2 separate regions of the Anas platyrhynchos genome follow, and region 1 is linked to region 2. Evidence: chromatin contacts called from public Hi-C data. All regions are on one chromosome and are shown on one strand. The core of a region is the stretch at or near the end of the contact, and the rest is flanking DNA. Distances in the headings are between cores, read along the strand shown.

Region 1 (4,303 bases), core at 1,328-3,827, 170 kb before region 2:
TTGGTTTCCAAGTTTGATCCACGGTTAAATGACACATCTTGGCAAATCTATACAATATAGATTATTTTGTGTCACCAACAATACGTTAGTTTCTCTTTCACTGAGAAAGCAATTATGGACTTGGTTACAAGACTGTATTTTTTTCCTCTGTTTTTTTTTTTCGTTTGTTTGTTTGTTTGTTTGTTTTTATATTAATGTTATTTGATATTTGTTATACACAGCTTAGCATCTTCAGCTGAGAAGTTGAGGCAGACTTCAGGGCTGTATTAATGAAAAAAAAAAAAAATGATGGAAATTTGTTCCCAAATAAAATCCCAAGTATCTCAGTACACCTAATCATTCAGCTTGTAGCTGATAAAATAAAACAAAAATATATTTTTTAAAAAAGCAAAAGATAATGCATCACTTGATTTTTTTAGTCATTAACAGTTATTTTAGTTTTCTTATTCTGCTAGAAAAAATCACAATTATATGGGACATTTCATTTTGTCCATCTTGAATTCATTTAAGTTCTGAGTCCCTCAAGTCTAAGATGCTTAGCTGTATAGTGAAAGAATCCTAACATATTGTCAAACTATTAAAAGTTGTTTTTTTACAGTAGACTCTCCAGTTGGAAATTTTAAGCTCTATAAGGATAATATACAATGAATATTATAAAGAATGACTGAATGATCTGTAGGGATCTTCTACACTATGCTAAAGTTTATTTTTTTAATAAATTCTTAAATTAGAACAAACTGTGAAGCTGTTTATAATATACTGCTTTCATCAAAAGACAAGTTACAAACAAGCATTGCTGGCAATGTCTGTGGTCATTAATGTAATTCTCTCCTAAAAAAAATGCAACGCCAGAGCAGAACAGGAAAGGGACTTTACTCAGTCACAACCAGTCTGATTTGACCTTTCAATTTCAACAGACAAAATGGTCTTACCTTGATTCAATTTTTTTTTCTTTGAAAGAATGCCAGCATTTCAGACTATTTTAAACAGTGTTAGAAAGCTGAGAATTGCAGAATGCAGTGGGGTTTATTTGGATCTGAGGAAATACTGCATACTGAGGATTTAGCAAAATGTGTGTGCACAGTTCAGAGGAAAAATGTTAGAAAATAATCCAATACATGTATTTTTGTCTTCAAATTCTCTTTAACTCAGCTTCCTTAATTCTGTGCTATTTATTGTAATTATTCTTACCTCAAAAGCAGCAATGAAATATTTCCCTTGTGTAAACAAGTTTTAGATATGTTACAGTAACCTGCGAAACATTGATTTTGCTGAGGTTTAGCTACATGTTGAACTTCAACTGTGCACAACAAGAATTCATTTGAACTCCAAAATTCTCTCTTAACATATAAATGTAAGAAAATCACCATTTTAAATAAATTAAAAAAATATATATATTCTTCTATAAATATTTTGGATTCAACAGCTCCAGAACCTTTTGAAAGACTAATGCAAACCATACTGAGCAGCATAGTATTTATTAAAATGTCACTGAAAAGATTGCCTTTGTTTTTCATGATGGTGTCTCTTATTTTCATGTATGAAAGATGGTATTTGTAACTGTTTCAGCTTCCTAAGAAAGGCAGTTCTTGCTTCTTCCACTGGCCCATGTAATACCAGAATAGGTACTACTGTGTCCTACTAACAGTGACAGTCAACATCTTTTGACTTAACAAGATCTAAGATTGCCTTATACACATGATATAAGATTGCCAACATCATAGCTGCAATGAAGCCTTAAATATTCATTTTTATCTTGAACACCTCCAGATGTTCTATAATGTTTCAACATGAATCCTCAGTTTAGTTTTTCTGTGTCTTTTCTGTTTTCTGTAAGGACATCAGTATGCTTCCCTCTGTTGCCATTTTAGAGGCAAAAAACACTTGAAATTAAAAGGGTTTCTTAAAACGATGGAGTCATAAGCCAGAGGGACATAACTATTGTGGTGACAGAGCCTGGGCAGTTGTATCACATTTGTTGTGTCATTGCTGAGACGTGAGTGCAAGAAAATCTGTTCAAATAAGAGGGTGGCAATGCAATGTACCATTTATCCTGGAATAACCTACTTTCATAGGGCTAGAATATGAGGAAGTCAGTCCTAGAAGCTAAAAACACAGACAGAGCTTCCCCTCTGCCTCACAAACCCTTCTCTCTAGAATTAAACTACTTCACTTTTAGCAGTTTGTCACAGTTGCAAGCTCTCACTCCACCAAGGGATGTAGCTGTGAAGAACAAATGATGGTGAATGTTTTATTCTCCTTGTGGTCTCAGCCAGAGGAGGACCACAAATTCAGTAGTCTTGAACTCCTTTGTACTCCAAAGTGGTCTACCCCAGGTCAACCAACATGTGGTCCATAATTACTTCTAGCACCTAATTTTCTCTCAACAACATGTTGTTCAAGATCTCTGTGTAGACAAGCATGTTCAACTGTTCTCCAGCCAGATGTGTTTTACTGGACTTCCTTCAAAATACAGCCGGTCCTCAATAGCCAGCAGATGTTGCTACTGAGCAGCAGAAAGACCAACACACAGAGCTCAGTCTGTGTCTACATGGAGAAAAAAATACCACCCCCAAATGTCAAGTTTGAGTCATCTGTGGTTAAAGTTACATAAAAGGCATGGGGATTCTTGATCCTGTGGATGTATAGAGAAGCTTAGTGAACAGTAAAGTCAATCTTGGAGCAGAAAACTCTCTCCGGTGTTAGAAATATTCTGTCAGCTCGTGGCTTTAAAATTCATATCATCATATTAGTGCTAGACCGCTGACTTCAGCCAACATAACTTAGCTTTGCACCAATGTTCAATCAGTACCTGTAAGTCTGTCAGATATTTAAAGACAAATGTTCTTCTAGGCCTTTGAGGAACCATTTTAGGCACCGTTTCAAGTATTGCCCCAAAACAGTTAATGGAATGCCCATCTGTAAGTTGTGCCGCTCAGACAAGGAACTTCAGCAAGATATTACACTTGCTTTAGAGATCACCCTTTCTCATACAGCATGTTGTAAGGGACACTCAAGGAAGTAAATTCAGAGGGACTTTCTTAACTTTCACTCTTCTGGACTCTTTATATTGTTCTCGTTAGCAATGAGAATGATGATTTGCAAAACAAATTCAGCTTGTCTCAGTTGGCAGGGTTGCAGTGAAGGGGTTGTACAGGTATCTGCACAAGGGGAATTTCCAGCTGCTGTGAAAGGGGTCAACACCATAAGATGACATCTCCATAAGGGGAAGTGATTGTGCAAACTCAAAGGCTTCAATGTGAACGTTGCGCTATTTTTCAGATACAGTGTCAGCTAGGGGGACAAGGGAAGAGGTGAAGTTGCTTAGGGATTTTTTATTATTATTATTTCTATTGCTTGTTTCTGGTAAAAAGCCAGCAATCTGGCATATTTTGAGGAGGAAGGGGAAGCTGACACTGCGATGTGAAAAATATTCCTGGAAATCTGAAATTTCAAAACGTAGCTCTGCCTTTTTCACATTAATTCATTCAAAATTTCCCCTGAGACTCCCTTAGGGGAGTGAAAACACCTGAGAAAAAATCTCATTATCTAACTCCACTCCTGCTTAAGTACTTGTCAGCTCTCACGATGATGTTCATTGCTCCTTATTAGTCCTGTCACTGGCATATGGATGCAGATGAGAAAGTACTTAATTTAACAAAGATCTTTGGGTAACTTGGGACTGGGAAGGGCATCTGCCTTTCAGTGCAATGTGTGAACAGGAATCACTTCCTCTGTATTTGCTCTGTCTCCCCCCAAAAAGCCTTATCTTGAGGAAACTCTTCCAAACTTTCCATATAAACCTGCTAAAATGCCTGGCTCCTCCCCACAAAGTTCCCACCTGGAGCTTGTTGGGAAATTTTTGGCAGAGGTGGTTTTGGGTTGTCTTTTTCCATCAGGAAATGGCAATCTACAGTTTTTCTGAAGAAATAACTGTGTCCTTACCCTGATGAAATAACATCTTCTGTAGGATTGTCAGTCCATAGGAACCAAGAAATGTGTACGTAGTAGTACAGTGTATTTCATCTTGTACATGCAGCAAGTCTTGAAAGAGTGTCATTTCTAACCATAGGTAGAACAGAGATATTTCTTTGTCCTTTTTTGGAAGAAAAAAAAATGGCTGTGATTATTATATTGCTAATTCCCATGGCATATTCTATGGAGACCAAAAAAGAAAAATAAATAAGGAAGAGACTTAATTTCTACAGGTTCATCTATCTTCTTCATTGTTTAGACATATACAGATTACTATCTCTCTAACGAGCTTATTTGCTAAATAAATGTATTGATACCATGCTTAAAT
Region 2 (4,650 bases), core at 519-3,018:
TGTCAAGATACTTGCTCCTTTGCAAGGTTAGGCTAGCACAGATGAGCTGGAAATAGCAGCCTGCTTTCTGCATTTTAAGACAGGTCCTCAGGCAAGGACTGAGAACTTACCCTGGTTGCAGAAAAGGCCACCCCAGCCTTCCTGGCAGTTGCACTGCCACGGCTGCTGACAGGTACCATGAAGGCAGCCTGGGTATCGGATGCACTCATCACAATATCGCCCCTGCCAACCCACTCTGCATCTGAAAAAAAAAAAAAAAAAAAAAAAGTTGACAACAAAGTCTCGTCAGATTTAGACTTCTCACATTTGGAAACCCTATCGCAAACTCTGCAAACACACTGATGCCAAGGATCAAGTTTCCTAAAAGCCTTCAGTGATCCTTCATCTGAGAAAGTCACCGAGTCCAACCGTAGCATCAGCTTTCATCAGTCCCAGCTATTTCTTCCACTTCCTCAGACAGAGCCCCAGTTGCAGGTAGTTAATTTGTTTACTCTAATAACAAACAGCTAAACCTTACACACAGCACTGTAAACTTGTTAGGTTAATATAAATGGCACTGATGTTTGACTTGTGGATTAATACTTTGATCTGGCATCACCTGGATTTCTCGAATTACCATCTAATATGAAGAAAGGCATTTAAACTGCCCCTCGAAGGACCGGTGGCTTGTTTAGCACCAGAGCATTGAAGTTAAAGACAAAGAAGGGGGGGGGGGGTGGAGTGGAAAACTTACTTGCATTCCCCAGGTTTGTCGCAAAAGCCATGCTGCTCGTCACATCCAGGCAAACAAATCGCTGTAAACAGACCAAGAAGGGAGAGGCATAAGCTCCAGGGCCGAACGCCTCCCTTTTCAAAGTCCCCTCCTGAGAGCACCTTGTGGGTGGGGAGCCAGCCCCTTTTGCTAGGTCCGGGCAGTTAATAGCAGCTGAGTTAATCTCTGGAGCCTGCAGGAGTATTGATCTCGCCTGGTAGCTGGGCACTTTACTTATCGCCAGGGATGAGCATTCTTCTTAATACAGTTGCACACAGACAAAAGAGGGCTCACAATTGCTGCCTTCCCCGCAGCCCCTCGCCCCCCTTCCCTTCCCAGCGAGGGTCAGAAGTCCTTTTTTCCAATTCTATGCACACAGCTCCACCTCTTAATATCCCCCGAAAGTGTGTGTGCAGATAAGAGTGGACAGCTGGTGTGCAGGGTGCCAGTGCAAGACAGCTGCTCTATTGTCTATTCTCTCCCAGCAGCTGCCCCACTGCAACAATACCCCCGGCCCTGGAGCCAATGGGGCCGGTGCCGGCAGCCGGGCAGCCTATCCCTGCCCACAGCTAATCTATGGCACGCGCGTGATTTCGCTGCAAAAACTTTTTTTCTTATTCAAATAAATAAGTCTAAAGTTCTTCCTCCCTCCTCCCCCCCCTCCCCGCCCCGCTCGGAGCAGGGGCGGGTGGGTCCGGGCATGGTAAAGAGGTAAGCGGGCCAGCGGGAGGGAGGATGAGGGGAGGGGAAAAGGGACTTCTGCTCATTACTTCGCCTGGTTATGGAACTCATTAAGCAGGCACTGCAAAGTTTTAATTCAACAAAGCCAGCCGGAGACAATGGCATGCGAGGGGAAGGGGGGTGGAGGGGAGAAAGAATCAGTGCTGATAATCGGATCGCCTCAAAGTTGGAAAGAATGGAGCCGAGGGCAAGTAGACGGGAAGCAATCTGCCACTGGGAGCTCGGCTTGCTAACAGGAAAACATTCTTTTCGCATGCACACATAAACACAGCTCCAGCGCCTAGCGGGTTTGCGCTGCTGCTGTGCTGTGTTTTCTGAGATGGAAAGCAGAGCAGCACGCACAGCACAACGAGTCGAGAAAGATGGACAGCGTTCTGCTTTGCTGGGGGAAGAGCGGCAGTGCACAGGCATCCGAAAGTGCTGACAGCCCCAAAAGAGCTCATTATCAAAATGCTTCCTTTTTCCCCACCCCTTGACATAACCGGGATAGGCACTTTTGATCATGGGAAAGGTTGTAGATCCTATTTAAAACGCTATCAAAGGAAATGCAAGCCCCTTTGCCTGCTGTTTGTTGTGCAACATCGTGCCATGAACTGCTAAAAGCATCTCAGCAGCCACTGACAGTGTGAATAACCAATCTGAGATCACTCGATAGCAGCTCAGCTGAGACCACAGTATAGGTGGGCTTAAAAAAAAAATACAGAAAACAGAGAGGCTGCTTTACAGACTATAGCTGCTTTCTCTCAGCCCACCTGGCCCTCTGATGGCTGCAGGGGAGCACTCAGTGCATCATCTGCCAGTGTACTTCAGACATATGTGTGCACACAAACAGAGAATGCCATCACACACCGCAGCAGGAGCTCTGTGTCTGTATGTTTGCCTGTATGCTGCTATGTGTCTGCGAAGGGGGGTAACCTCATAAAAACCGGTGGTACCTGACATCTCTGGCTATCTGTCCTCTCTGTCATCTACTCACTAGCCCAGCTTTTCCTGCTGTATCAGTACACTGCATTCCTGAACAGTTTCAGGATCAGGCTCACTTTAAAACTCGTGTCCCTTGTCCTGTTCTGTCAGTAGCAATGAACATGGCAATGTCACAGGAGAGCGATGGGGAGGAAGCTGACCTGTGGCTCCAGGTGAAAAGCCTCTGTCAGTGGCTCTGTCAGCGTGTGAGTACACCAAATGAGAAATCCTACAGGCCACAGGGCATCTCTCTGCTCTCCCACTACTTTTTTCAGTGCAAGGTGGCAAGACAGCAGACAGCTACAAGCCTACCTTTAGGCCTTCCACACAGATGTTGCCGAGGCCTAGCTTCCTTTCCTGGAGCCCCGTACCCCATAATGATGGTATCAGTGTACCGAGGTTGAAGGGGTGGCTAGGTGTAAAAGGGACTCCTGATGCATTTAAACACATCTTCAAGCAACTGCTGAGCATTCTGCCACCAGATTTGACAACTACAGTGAATGAGCAAGAGTGTGGTGTTGGCACTGACATTTTATGAGCTCGAGGTGGAGCTGCCTGAGCTAACTTTCTGTGGTAAGCCTGAGGACCCCCTGTCCCCCACACCAGTAAAGCCTGCACACAGCACCAGCCCTCCATGCACTCCAGCCCGGTTCCCCCTCTCCCATGGGGCCTGATGTCAGGGAAACACCTCCCAGAGAGCTCACGGGGAGACACGAAGGTGGACACTCACGCTCAGTGCAGTACTGGCCCTTCCAGCCCGGGTTGCAGACTTTCTCGCCACGCTCTCCGCAAGTGAAGTGACCGAAGGCATCGTCCCGGGGGCGGCAGAAGACGGAGCAGCCTTCCCCGTAGTAGTGCTCGTCGCAGACGAAGCGATACGAGTACTTGAGGTCGGTGCGGCCGCTGCTGTGCAGGTCCTGGGACCACTCCTCGCCCACCGCCAAGTGCCTCTGGGTGGCCAGGCGGCTGATGAGGCGCTCGGGGTTTTCTGTGGGGAGAGGAGAAGCGTGATCAGGGTGCCCACAGCGGGCAGGGGGATGCTCATAGAGGGTGTCTGGTGGGATGGGGACCGCGGAGATGGGGCGAGGGGGGCTGCGTGCCTTCCTGGCGAGGGGGTGGCCCTGGGGAAGGGTCCGTGGGGGACAAGGTACCTGTGGTGAGGTCGTCGGGCGAGTCCGTGTGGAGAGCCTCGATGATGAGCGAGAAGGTGCCCTGCGGAGACAAGGAGCAGAGACAACCCGCCGCGGCGGCGTGAGCACAGCCGGTGCCGTGGGTGGGCAGCACCGCCAGCCCCCACCCCGGGGTCGCCCTCCCTGCCACCCCCCCTTCGCCTCCCCTCACTTACGGGCCAGGTGAAGCCGAAGGGGAAGCGGATGGGGTTGCTGAAGGCGGGGTCGGCGCCGCCCGCCCCGTCGGGGACGCTGAAAGAGTTGGCGCCGAGCACGGGGGTGATGGCGCTGCCGTAGGTGCAGGGCGGCTCGGGAGACACGCTGGCCTGGTAGTGCTTGAGGCAGACGCGGAAGAAGGTCTTGCAGTCGCACTGCTGCAGCCCGGCGCCGCCGGGGCCGCCCCCCCGGCAGCAGTTGCGGTTGCTGAGGAGCCCCTTCTTGTTGACGAACTCCTGCAGCTTCAGCTCGAACACCCCGGAGCCGGACACCTGGCGGGGACGGGGACGGGGACAGGGACCGTCAGTCCCCGGAGCGGCTCCGTGCACCGACGGCTGCCCCCTGCCCGCTGCCTCCCCCCGCCCCCGGCCGCCGTAGGGACCCCCCGAGGGGGCGTCCGGGTCCCCGTACCCCGTCCCCCCGTCCCCCCTCACGTACCTGGCGGCGGCAGAGCAGCACCGAGAGGAGGGCGAGCGCCAGCAGGAACCGGCCTCCCATGGTGGAGGGGCAGCTCTGGTGCCCTCGCGTTCCTCCCCCTTGTCTTGTCTGCGGGGGGGGGGAAAGGGGAAAGTGTCTCTCGGGGGAAATCAAAGAAAAATAATCACGAAGCGGCCAAAGCCGCTCGCCCCAGCGGAGCTGGAAGAGTTACTGTCACGGTCTCCTTCTTTCAGGAGCGGCTCGGACTTTTTTTTTTTTTCTCCCTCTGCTGACACCTCTGGGTGTAGCCTGTCGCCGACTGACAGCTCTTTCGGATGGCAAAAATAGAAAAAAAAAATAAGGGAAAAAAAAAAAAAGTTTACGATTGATCTG

What was found. A called contact is a pair of places that touch in the nucleus more often than the background predicts.
Region 1: a contact with region 2 is called in a Hi-C map of subcutaneous adipose tissue, with 2.6 times the contacts expected there. The contact joins two enhancer-like sites. A contact is called at or near these places in 2 of 8 Hi-C or Micro-C datasets (liver and subcutaneous adipose tissue).

The regions. Positions count from the first base shown.
Region 1 is chr3:45,612,960-45,617,262 of IASCAAS_PekinDuck_T2T, reverse strand. No RefSeq gene overlaps it. Among named protein-coding and RNA genes, the nearest start is that of DYNLT2, 120 kb to the left of the region's middle. Within about 2 kb of position 2,577, at least 1 of the 8 cell types and tissues checked has an H3K27ac peak or open chromatin away from gene starts, as enhancers often do.
Region 2 is chr3:45,437,594-45,442,243 of IASCAAS_PekinDuck_T2T, reverse strand. DLL1 (delta like canonical Notch ligand 1) reads right to left here. Exons shown (of 12, transcript XM_038176672.2): 2 at 4,279-4,585; 3 at 3,801-4,112; 4 at 3,607-3,667; 5 at 3,186-3,443; 6 at 734-794; 7 at 111-241. The coding sequence starts at 4,338. Among named protein-coding and RNA genes, the nearest start is that of FAM120B, 2.9 kb to the right of the region's middle. Within about 2 kb of position 1,768, at least 1 of the 8 cell types and tissues checked has an H3K27ac peak or open chromatin away from gene starts, as enhancers often do.